Linked DNA regions of Sus scrofa: region 2 is linked to region 1. A link is a contact called in public Hi-C data. All regions are on one chromosome and are shown on one strand. The core of a region is the stretch at or near the end of the contact, and the rest is flanking DNA. Distances in the headings are between cores, read along the strand shown.

The links. Hi-C and Micro-C count contacts between places; a contact is called where the count stands out from the background.
Region 2: a Hi-C map of epiblast stem cells shows a contact between it and region 1, with 1.8 times the contacts expected there. The contact joins two enhancer-like sites. A contact is called at or near these places in 3 of 47 Hi-C or Micro-C datasets (embryonic fibroblasts, epiblast stem cells and fetal heart ventricle).

Annotation. Positions count from the first base shown.
Region 1 is chr8:76,634,461-76,640,671 of Sscrofa11.1, forward strand. All of the region lies in intron 2 of FBXW7 (F-box/WD repeat-containing protein 7), which reads left to right. Among named protein-coding and RNA genes, the nearest start is that of FBXW7, 160 kb to the left of the region's middle. Within about 2 kb of position 2,296, at least 6 of the 83 cell types and tissues checked have an H3K27ac peak or open chromatin away from gene starts, as enhancers often do.
Region 2 is chr8:76,888,517-76,894,727 of Sscrofa11.1, forward strand. No RefSeq gene overlaps it. Among named protein-coding and RNA genes, the nearest start is that of GATB, 330 kb to the right of the region's middle. Within about 2 kb of position 2,950, at least 7 of the 83 cell types and tissues checked have an H3K27ac peak or open chromatin away from gene starts, as enhancers often do.

The DNA.
Region 1 (6,211 bases), core at 1,046-3,545:
TACTTCATAATAATTTCTGCCCTCTTAAATGAACACTGTTTATTTTAAATTTTCCCAGTCCAAATTCCTTTCAATTCCAAACCACCCCCCCTTAGGATCAGTCTCCAAGATTAGAGAGGTTGCTCTCTTTCTTTTCTTCAAACTCTCTGCATGTAAATGCATGTGGTTATAAAGTTCTTTGAGGGCCTTTAAATATAAAAGTAAAAAATTATAATTTTCACTAGGGTTATCTTCGTTAATGAGTGGATTGTGTGAAAGGAGAATTTAGAGTTGATCTGTTTGGTTCATTTTTCTCTGCAGAATGAATACGTTAAACGTGTGACATATGGTACATTCTTCTAATTTTTCTGTATTGAAATACACGAAGTTCAAATTATATTTTCTCTGTGGTTCAGAGAAATTAATTTTGAGGGGTTATTTAACTAACTGATTTCAAAGATATGACTGAGACAGATTTTTTTTTTTGAGACTAAAGAATGTCAGTCTATATAAAACTGTAGGTAATATTAACAGAGTAGACACTGACAGTCACTTGGAGGGGGCATTCCACAGGAGCTGCTTCAACAAAGGGAATTTTCTAATAAGGAGAAAAAGACACACTGTGACGGAGGTTATGTTGTTTTAGAAAAAAGGATTAGACTTGTGTTAAGGGATAAAGTGAGCATCAGAGGAGATGCCGAGACTAGAGTAAGGCAGGAGACATTGATTCTGCAAGGCGGTAAGCTCTCTCATGGGGCTTTCGACGTGCTTATCTGAGATACCTGTCTCTCCTTTTTCTACCTTATCACCTTACAGATTTCCAGTACCCTCTCTCCTATTCCTAGATCTCTGTTGGGTTTTTTCAGCGATTATATTCTTACTCATTTACTTTTCTATTAAAACAATTTTAAAATTGTGATTCAGTACCCATTTCCCATTTTAACCATGTTTAAGTGGCATTAAATACATTCACAATGTTGTGCAACCATTCCCACTGTCCATCTCCCGAACTAACTTTTATCTTTTCCAACAGAAATTCTGTACCCCTTAAACACTAACTCCTCATTGCTTTCTCCCCCACACCCCTGGCAACCACCTTTCTGCTTTCTATCTATAAATTTAACTACTCTAGGGACCCCATCTAAATGGAATCATATAATAGTTATCCTTTTTTGACTGACCTATTTCATTTAGTATTGTGTCTTCAAATTCATCCATGTTGTATCACAATTTTCTTCCTTTTTAGGCTGATGATTATTCCCTTGTATGTGACTGTACCACATTTTTTTACCCATCCATCCATCAGTGGCTACTTAGGTGTTTCCACCTCTTGGCTGTTGTGAACATGCGGCTGTGAACACGGTTGTTCAGATATCTGTGTGAGCCCTGCTTTTAGTTCTTTGGGGTGTGTACCCAGAAGTGGAATTGAGGGTCACGGAGTAACTTTTTGAGGGATCTCCAAATTTTCCACAGTAGCTGCATGCATTTTACATTCCCACCAGCAGTGCACAAGGGTTCCAGTTTCTCCACATCCTTGCCAACACTTGTTTTTCTGTGGACGTTTAAAGAAAACCTATATTAATGGGTGTACAGAATGGTTCTGTTCTTGATCTGCATTGTCTAATGACTAGTGATAATGACCATCTTTATGTGGGCTTATTGCTCATTTATATATCTTCTTTGGAGGAATTTAGTTGTTTATTTTCTTGACCTAAAAATGTCACTTTTGCTAATGATTTTGCATTTTTAATTACATTTTAAGTTGTGATGTCAGAGAAAGATGTACTTTAAAGAAAGTAGCAACATGGCAGGACTAGGGGTGTTTGTTGTGTGTGGATTCTAGCAGCCCACTTTGTATTTAATAAGACAGATTTCCAAAGTCAAAGAAATCACCCATTTCTGACAGTCTCCTTTCTACTTCTCTCCATCTCATTCTAAATTCCCACTTATAAAAATCCATAAAAGCAGTTGAAAGGAGAGATAAATGAGATGACTGGCTACTGGAAGAAGAAAATAGAATGGAAGGAAAGTAGCTGAACATTGTGAATGGATAATTCACACCTATTAAAACTACTGGCTATTAATTCTCACACTAGGCTTTTTTTTTTTTTTAATCATCTCCATAATGGCCTAGTTCATGGGTTTGAATGTGAAATGTAGCATAAAGATTAATTAACTCTGGCATAAGTAGTTAATTTAGGGAGTTTGAGATAATGCTGTAAAGATATGTTTGGGGCCACTCTGAGGAGTCTGCATCTCCAACCTTTATCTGAAGTACTGGGGACCCACTGAAAGTCCTTGAGTAGACACATTCCCACTGTGTGTCATAGCAAGACATAAATAACTGTGGTATATTAGAGAAAGTAGGCCCTAAGGATCTGTGATGAGCTGGTTAGTTATTACTCATTTTACTACAATTCCTTCCCATCACAGGTTACATTCATAAATACTTGGGTTTTTAAATATATTTAATCAGCCACATGACTGTTATACTTTCAAGTGGAATCACTAAGTGTTTCAGAATTATAGAGATTGAACTGAAATTTGCAAACAACTAAAATGTCTCCTGATAAGATTAATCTGAAGTGTGTATTAATAGCTATAGAGAGTTAGAGTCGATTTAGTGGGACTGTGAGATAAAGAATGGTACTTATACGAAAAAAAAAAAAAGAATGATACTTATGGAAGAGGAAAAGAGAGCATGTTTAAGACAAATTCTTGAAGATATAGTGCTCATTCTGAATGTCTCTAAGAGCAAATACATGTCTCTATTTTCTGAGCATGAATAACCATTGTCCATAAATTTGAAGCACAATTCAAAACATTCTTAAAATATTAATGCTGATATTGGGTGAGGAAGCCTTTTTAATAAGATATGTTAGAGAAAAATACAAGGCTAGCTTTTGGATTTTTGTAAATGCTTTCACTTTCTAGGGAATTACCTAGGTTAGGCCCTGGAGAAGTTTTCCAAGGGACCCTACAGCACAGCCCTGCTTTGGTTGTGTTCACATTACTGACTCTGTATGGGAGGTTCACCAGCTGTTTGACTGGCAGGAGCAGGAGCTTTCACTTCAGTAGTTTATAATTCCTGGCTATTCTAGGATAGTTTGCACTTCAGCAAGCCTCAGACAGGTCAGGACATTTGGTAGGAGAAGGTTGAAAGACAAAAGCAGCAGGCCTTGGGTTCTCAGCCTTTTATTTTTTTTTAATTAGAAAGTTATATTTTAATTTGCTGGCTAGGGTTTTTAGTAATGTGCCTGTATTACATGTAAAGAGTGTTCATCGGCCCAGAGGAGTTTTAAAATGTCAAAACCTGGAAAAGCTACTCTAAACCATGGCTTGGTTCCTGTTGATCTGAAAAATGTGAAAGAGCCTCTTCCGCATCAAACTGTGATGAAGATATTTAGCATTAGCATCATTGCCCAAGGCCTCCCCTTTTGTCGAAGACGGGTAAGTCTCCCACATTTGAAAAGTAGGAATATTTATTTAAATAAATGACTTTTGCCTTCTTTGGTGAAGAAATGCTACAGATTTCAATGGATGTTTATAAGTAAAACTATCAGGGCATTAAGTAGCCAGTGACATCGTATGTAAGCGGTAGACTTGATAATAGGATAGAGCAGCCCGGGAGGCCAAGGTTATCCACTTCACCTTTCTGTGACATTACAACGCTTTAAACTTCCTTAAAATTGGTAAATGTAAAAACTATGTTTTGAGGTATGTTGACAAATACTAAACCCCCAAATTTGCGGCTTTAATTTTGTGGGAAAAGCAAAAAGCTGGTGGTGCTGTCCTTATACATGGGAAATTACAGCGTTTAGCCCTTTGGACGAGTTTAGCTGGCACTTTAAGCTGTATTATTTTTAAATCACTATTTCTTAAATTCAAACTTAACAGAGACATTACTTTTTGTTGTTATACAAAATGAAAAACAGTGTGCTATTATGTGGCAGTTATGATACAGTTTTACATATAGACAATCCTAAACCAACAAACATTTTGTAGAACTTGTGCTAATCTATAATCAGGTTATGATTGATTGAATGTATTTGAGGATGACATTCTCCTCCTCCCCACTAAGTTTTGACCCTCTTAATATGAACAGTTCTGTTGTATTTTCTAAGTTACTTGGTATTGCTATTTTGAATTTTTAACTAGAGTGATATATTTTTAGATCTAAAGTATGTTTAGGATCCTGAACACATTAAGCCAAAAAAAAAAAAAAACCTTGTCAGAGAGTAAATGAGTGCTCACATATATCAGTGCTATTAGTATTTTAGTTCCCTTTTTTACCTCCCCCCCTTTTTCTCTCTCTACTAAAAGGGAAACATTTTATTAAATGAGTAGATTAACTCATAACACCTGAAAAAATATTTTTCCTCTTTAGTGACGAGAATCTTCTATTTGCTGGGACTTAAATAGCTTTTGTAAAAAAATATTTTCTAAGTACCTTCGTTCTTTTTGAATTGTTTCTACTATTCCAAACAGGTGGTGGCCATGTTGAGAAACTTTTTGAGTGAGTTTTAAATATGATGTCTACATTGAAAATAGAATATAAATATCTCCATCACCATCATATTTTCTTCTTTCCTATGTTTTCAAAGTGTTTCTTTTATTTTGTCTTTCACTTGGTCACTTTCATTTTAACTTCTGAATGAGGTCACCACTCTGATTTAAGCCTTTACACAGAGGCCTCTAAAAGTTTTAAAGTCATTAATAAACTAATTTATTATTTCATTATTTTTGCTAAAGAAAACACCAGTATAAGTTAATTTTCAAATTCAGGAAAAGAAGTGTGGGTTTTTTAAATTAAAGGGTTAAGGTATAAACAATCAAGATAATTTTTTTCTGTTGAATATTTCTAATAAACTTAAATACAGTGTATGGTAGATTATTTCATATGTACAATGTATTTTTTTCTATCTTTATCTTCTTTACAAGTACATGAAACCTAAAAGGCTTAGGAGCAGATTCTGTAAGAAAAATTGATAGAAAACTTAAAGGCTTTCCCTGAGGGCTTCCCAGGGTCGCCGTTCAGTTTGACTTTTCTAGGTTTTACTATTATGGTAAATTATAGCCTTGCATTTATAATAACAGACAAGGACTACATTTGAAAGATAAAATTCAGATTAGAATATTCGGGGGAAGATAGTTAAAAAATAAAATTAACACTTTTAGTTTTAGACTGCCTGGGTCTTAGACTGCCTGCCAGTAATTTTCTATTGCATAACTCATTGACTCTGACCACTAGACATATTAGAGGGTTGGCGTAATTACATTTTCTCCCCTCCTCTCTGCAGCTGGTTCCTTTAGGGAGCTTTAAATTGATTCACATGCTCCTTCTTATTTAATTTACCAACTTCCCTTGGTCATGTTAATGATAGACATTTTTTAATGTATTTTTTAAATCAAAGGTTTAAAAAAACCTTTTGGTATGATATGTAATTAATCATATTTTGTATCTAACATTCAGTGTCGTATATCTTTTACATTTAGATATGTTTAGCTTCTGTCAATTAAATTTTATAAAATGACAACAAAGTATATAGACTTCTCTATTTTGTAGGCTGTTTCTTTCCAAGTAGTGAGCTAATGTGTGATGATACCCCTTCAACAACTTGACATATCAGAAACTGAAAAACACGTCATTGCCCTCCATCCTTCTCAGATGTTAATCTATTTCATGTTTGCACAAGAAAATAATTTTTAAAATTGGGAAAAACTCTTTTTTTTTTTTTTTTGCTATTTCTTGGGCCGCTCCTGCGACATATGGAGGTTCCCAGGCTAGGGGTCTAATCGGAGCTGTGGCCGCCAGCCTACGCCAGAGCCACAGCAACGCAGGATCCGAGCCGCGTCTGCAACCTACACCACAGCTCACGGCAATGCCGGATCGCTAACCCACTGAACAAGGGCAGGGACCAAACCCGCAACCTCATGGTTCCTAGTCGGATTCGTTAACCACTGCACCACGACGGGAACTCCCGAAAAACTCTTTAAAATAGTTGTCATAACTATAGCTCTGGAAATGTTTTCAGGAAATTTATTTACCTTGCTATCTAATATAATATTAGTACTTGGTAGTCTAATTTAATATTATGTTAAAATAATGTGTAATGTTATGTTAAAAGTATCCAAAGATACTTTGGACTTAATACTAACAACACTAAAGAAATAGCAGTCCGGCCTGTAACCAGTAACCTTCAAGTGTTTTCAGTATTAAGGTCCTAATAGG
Region 2 (6,211 bases), core at 1,700-4,199, 250 kb after region 1:
TTCATTTTTTACAATTCGATTATAAGGACTCAAACAAACTTCATAAAACATGGGCAAAAATCTGTAATATGTCACCGAAGAAGCTATATGGATGGACAATAAGCATGTGAAAAGATACACAATATCACTGGTCATAGGTCATGCAAATAAAAACCACAATGAGCTACAACTACATATCTATTAGAATGGCCAAAAGAAAAGAAAACCCCATGATAATAAGTGCTGGTGTGTACGTGAAACAGCTGGAACTTTCTACGCGGCTGGTAGGAATGAAATGGTTAACTGTTTCTGGAAAACTGACAATTTCTTATAAAGGTAAATATATCCATACTAGAGGACCCAACTCTTAGGTATTAATTAAGAGAAAAACCTAAACTCATGATCACACAAAACCAGCATTTGAATGTTTATAGCAATTTTATTAATAGTCACCAAAAAATTAGAAATAACCCAAATGTCCTTCAACATTTATTTAATGGATAAAGAAACTATGGCACATCCTTGCACTGGAATACTTCTCAGCAATACAGAGGAACAAACTTCGGATAGGTGCAGCTTGTGTCTATTTGAAGTGAATCATGCTACTCGAAAGTCAGGTCTGAATGGCTATGTACTGTACGATTCCAGCTCCATGACATTCTGGAAAAGCCAGATTATGTAGACACATCAGATCGATGATTGTCCGGGGCTGGGGCTGAGCCATCAGGGTTGACTACAAAGGGTTTAGGGTAGCGATGGAAATATTTTATGCCTTGATTGTGGTGATAGTTACATAGACATATTTGTTGAAACTGGGAGTTCCTGTTGTGGTGCAAAAGAAATGAATCTGACTAGTATCCATGAGGATGCAAGTTCTATCCCTGGCCTCGCCTCGCTCAGTGGGTTGGGGACCCCGTGTTGTTGTGAGCCTTGGTGTAGGTCACAGAGGCAGCTTGGATCCCACATTGCTGTGGCTGTAGCGTAGGCTGGCAGCTGCAGCTCCAATTCGACCCCTAGCCTGGGTACCTCCATATGCTGTGGATACGGTCCTAAAAAGGCAAACAAACAAACAAACAAAAAAACCTGATAGAGCTGTATATTAAAAAGAGTGAATTTTGCTGTATATAAATTATACCCTAATGAAATATAAATCTGAAAGAAATCTAAACTGTTTATAATAGAAAGTGAAAAACCAAACCAGTTCCCCAAGTGATCCGATGTCTAGAGACAGTAAAGATTGTGTGCTGTTTTCTGGGTGGGAAAATGGGCCGCAAAGGGCTCAGGGTCTGATAACCCCTCTGCAAAAGGACTGACCTCCCAGGGGTTGCAGCTCTGGGCTCAGCCCTGCTCCCCTCACTAACGCTTGCAGGCTGCCTTCTGACCAGTGTCTGATGGGAGGTGAGTTCCGCCCATCCTGGCCTCCGTGGTACCCGGACATGGGGAGTTCAGGGAGACCTCTGATGCCCTGGTGACCTGTGATTTGCCAGTGTGGGTGCCACATGGGTGCCACACATGCCATGGTCTCCAAACCCCAGGTGAAGCTCCAGCCTGCTCCTTGAGGCAAACCCTCAGTTCATGTGAAAGGGTCCCAAAGCCACCAGAGTGGCATTTTCATCAGCATCAACTGTGGAACAGCCTGTGTTTTCAGGGTCCCTGGCCAGGAGTGAAGGCCCCTTTTGTTAACAGTCACTTTATCCTCTCCGCCCACACCGCGGGCCCAGCAGGAAGGATGAAGGGGGCAACAGATGTTCTCAGGCTGCGGAGTGGCGGCCCAGCCGGGAGGATGAGGTGGGGGAAAGGCCAGCCTGTCCACCATTCCCAACTTCCCCGCTTGCTCGGGTTTAAGCAGAACCCTGCTGGCTCCAGGAAGCCCCTCCGCCTTTGCACGTGTAGACTTTCCTCAGGCGTTGGTTCTGTTGAACCGCCGGGTTAACCAGCAAGATGGGCAGGTGTGACCAGTAGTTGGAAGGTCTGTACTTTGAGAAAGTGCCTCTTGACACTGCTGAGGTTCTAGAAAGGTGACAAATGAGGAGGAGGAGGAGGAAAGAAGGATGGAGCATTCACAGGTTAAGAGGCTGCTGTCTCTCTAAAGGAGAAGCTTTCCAGAGCCCCCCCCCGCCCCCCCCAAGCCGTGACTTGGCTACAACTGGCTCTTTCCAGCCACCCTTCGAAATGTCAGGATACCTTGATGGGACGGAAGGGGAAGGGGTCCTTGAAGGGCCCACACTGCAGGAATAAGGTGTGTGTTGAAGGCTCCTCTGGTCCCCTGTTTCCCCATCAGACGGCAGGGGCCAGGATTCCTGAGCTTTCTACTGCTGAAAGCTGTTGACGAGGCCAAGATCGCCTGGCCGCCCTCCAAGCCAAGCTGCGATGCTGCGCAGCAAAGACAGGGCGGTGGAGCGTTTGTGCAGCTCCCATACCTGGAACAAGATATGCTGAGCCACAAATTACGGCATTCAGATGTCACCACTGCCATCTGACATTGAGTTTCAGCTGTTGACGTCTTCATTACTGCCTGCAGGTCCCAGGTTGCGGGGCGGGGGTGGGGGGAGGAGGGGGAGACGGGTGTGAGACAGGTTCATGTTACACCCAGAGCAATAACACCCACCAAGGGGAGTCAGGCTGGTTGGCAGACCCTAAGGTGCAGAAGCTCTGCATCCATCGGTTGCTTTGTGGGTGGTGGGGGGTGCCTGCATGTGTGTGTGTGTGTGTGTGTGTGTGTGTGTGTGTGTGTGTGTGTGTGTGTGTGTGTGTGTTTATTCCTCCTCCAGGCCCCATCCTGTAACAGCTGAAAGGGATCGGGCAACCGGCTCCAGGAACTTGTTCTCTGCGTGGTTTTCTCATCTCCGTTCGCTTCCGTCAGCCTCCCCCCGCCCATCTGTCAGATCCTTCTTCTCCCCGTCTCTCCTGCTCCTCTTTGAGGTGGTGACTAACCAACACAGCAGTACCCTGGCAGCTCCCTTTCCAGTCTCTCAGCCTCTCTCAGATTAATGGAACAGAAACACGGGCTTGCATCTGATGCCAATAGTCATATCCTGAGTGACCACAGAGAAGGAGATTAAGCGGAGGCACTGGCCCAGCCCCCAGGGGACACGGTTACAGGAAGAAAGCATTTCTTGACAGCAGTGGCTCTGGCTCCCTCTCGCCGGCCCCCTCCTCCTTTCCCAGGCTCCTTTAAGTCCCCTGAATATTTTCTGTAAGATTAATTAAAGTCTATCCAGCAATGGTCCTAGTCACTCAAGAACTGGGTTTTGATCTGCTTTTTTTGATGTACACTCAAAAAAATGATGTGAGCAGGACATACTTCCATATTCTTGTCTTTGATGCAGACCCTGTGCTAATCTGCTCTGGACGTGTGTTTTCAAACAGGGAGACGTAAAGAAGTATATGGTTATCTAGCCTAATGGCTCAACTCCACAAATATCAACTGTGAGCAAATAACTCTTCTGGGAAGATAAAATCCCTGTCTAAAGGGCACTAGTGGGAGCAAGGAGACACAGGCTGAAAATGCCATGACGTGAGGCTGGGTGTGATGAGGGTGGTGGGAGAAACACAGTGAACCCAGGGGGTACAGACTGGTGAAATCCAGGGAGACTTCAGGGAAGAAGTGGCATTTGAGATGAGCCTTGAAGGGAAGGTAGGAGTTTGATGAAGGCAAATAAAAGGAAAAGGCATTGCATGAGAACAGTTCAGCTTGAGCAGAAGCCCAGAGATAAAAGACACCAAGAATTCAGATGGGAGTGGGATTTTGAGTTGAATTGCAGAAATGTGTCCTAAATTTGATGGCTGAGAAGTGGATCTGGAGAGCCTTGAATTAGAAAGCATGGAATGCCAGGCCTAGACGCTGGGAATATTTACTGACAACAGTGGGAGCCATGGAAGGTTATAGAGCAGGGGAGGACAAGAGTCTGCCTTCTTGATTGGACTTTAAGAAAAGTCCCCTTGGGGAAGCCCACAAGGTAGATTACAGGGAGGGGTGAGGAGAGGTGGGGATAGATTCGTGAGGAGGTTTTGGCAATGGCTTGGAAAAGAGTGGAAAATAAGCACTGGACGGGGCTGGCAAGAGACATTGCCAAAAGGGGATTTGCACCTGGTTGGATGTGGGGGGTGAGGCCATGGAAAGAGAAGACATGACACTGAACTTGGAGGGTAGATGCTGGAAGGGTGCTGGTGGCATTGAGAGGGACAGATCTAGAGCAGAAAAGGACAGTGGAGCCTGAGACATCCGGTGTCTAGGAGTGGCGCCTGGGTTGATAAACCTCCTGGGGTGGTATCAGCGTGGATGTTGACAAGAAAGATTGGATTTGAGGATTATCTGTGTAGAGGTGCCAGGTGAGGCCTCAGAGCTAAGGGGATAGTAAAGAGAGAGCATGGGGTGGAGGCAGTGAAGCTCAGATCCCTGGGAGTTCCCATCGTGGCACAGCGGAAATGAAATCTGACTAGTATCCATGAGGATGCAGGTTCAATCCCTGGCCTCACTTAGTGGGTTGGGGATCCGGCATTTCCATGGGCTGTGGTGTAGGTCGTAGACACAGCTCTGATCCTGCATTGCTGTGGCTGTGGCGTAAGCCGGCAACTGTAGCTCCAATTCAGCCCCTAGCCTGGGAACTTCCATATGGTGAGGGTGTGGCCCTCCAAAGCAAAAAAAAGCTCAGATCCCTGGGAAGATGGGCATGTGAAGAGAGGGACAGGGAGGATTTCCTGTCCCCCAAACCAAGAGATTTCCTGACAGATGCTGAACCTGTCACAGATCAGGACAGGGCCAAGACTGCTGATCTGTGGCTGAGGAAGAGGCCCCGGGTGCTTCCTGAGACTCCATCATGAGAAGAGAGACTTGGGGCGGAAGGCAGATGAGAAGCCGGCGAAGGCGAGTGGGTGGTGAGGCAGTGTGGGCAAGCGTGCTTCCTGGAGAGTTTTTAAAAATAGGACAGAGGCCTGGGTTGGTGGCTGCAGAAAGGGCCTCCAGACTGGGATTCAGGAGATGGGCTCCCGAGGCTTTGGGGAGCCCAAAGGGGAGGTCTCTCTCGTGGGTGTTTAAGAGACGATTTTTTATGTCAGGAGGCACTTGTTAGTTTGAAATCAGGCTCTCCTTAAACAGAGCCCAGCACTGACTTGGCAGCTTCTAGACTTTCCTGGGTCTGATTTGAGGGACCAGCCTGGGGTGACTATAAAGCAAGCATTGTTCTTCTGGATGCTGATGCTGATACAGGCACAGAAATATACACAAAGGGACACATGAGTTTCCATAGTCCCTCTTATGTTCTTCAGAAGAAAAATAAAGTCCTTTTTTTTTTTTTTTTTTTTTTTTTAATGTCCATACCCAAAGCATATGGAAGTTCCCTGGCTGGATCCTTTAACCCACTGCACCTGGCTGGGGATTGAACCTGCACTTCTGCAGCAACCTGAGCCTCTGCAGTCTGATTCTGAACCCACTGTGCTGCAGTGGAAACTCCAAGGTCTTTTTTTTTTTTTTGTGAAGACAGGCTTGAGGTCCATTGATCTTTCTTCGGGAGAAGCTACCAGAGAGAAAAAAAATTCCCATAAGTGATGCGACAGTGCCTTAGGAGGCCTGATTGTCCTGAGTTGGGGAGAGCAGGAACTTGACTGCCTGCCCAACCAGCCTGGCCCAGCCTGGCCTCCCCAGCTACTTCCCCCGTCCATGATGGCAGAGCCTCCAGGAAGCTGCAGATTGGTCTGTGTGTGGTTTAAAAACATACGCCCTGGCTTTGACCAGCTCCTGGCAGGACAAACGTCTGGAGTCTGGATTTGGGGCCTCTGGGTAAGTAACTTGTTAACCAGGAGGTTAGCCAGTCCTCATCACTGTTGTGGGAAGGGGTCACGTCCGCTGATACAGCCCTTTACACAGTGGGTCTGCCTCCCAGTCGCCTGGAGGAATTCTCCCATGTGTGTCACCTTGGAGGGTCTCCACCCACCGCCTCCTGGTCTGAAAGCCACAGCTGGGGCGGGGGAAGCCAGGGTGGGCCTGTGACTCCGGCTCAGTGGATTCCAGGGACTCTGAACCTCACAGAAGAGGCAGGAAGAAACAGATGCCCTTCATAAATTATTGGCAGTTACCGAAAGCCTAGAGGAGGCAGCGTCAAGTGTCTGGTGTAGTGATACCAAGTTGCAGGGTCCTAACCACTTGTTCCCTGTCGTGACCTCAGCTCTGGTTCCCAGTTCCTGACCTTCTTTGCTTTCTGTAGGTTTCCTGGGCCTGGCCTGGCCCCCTACC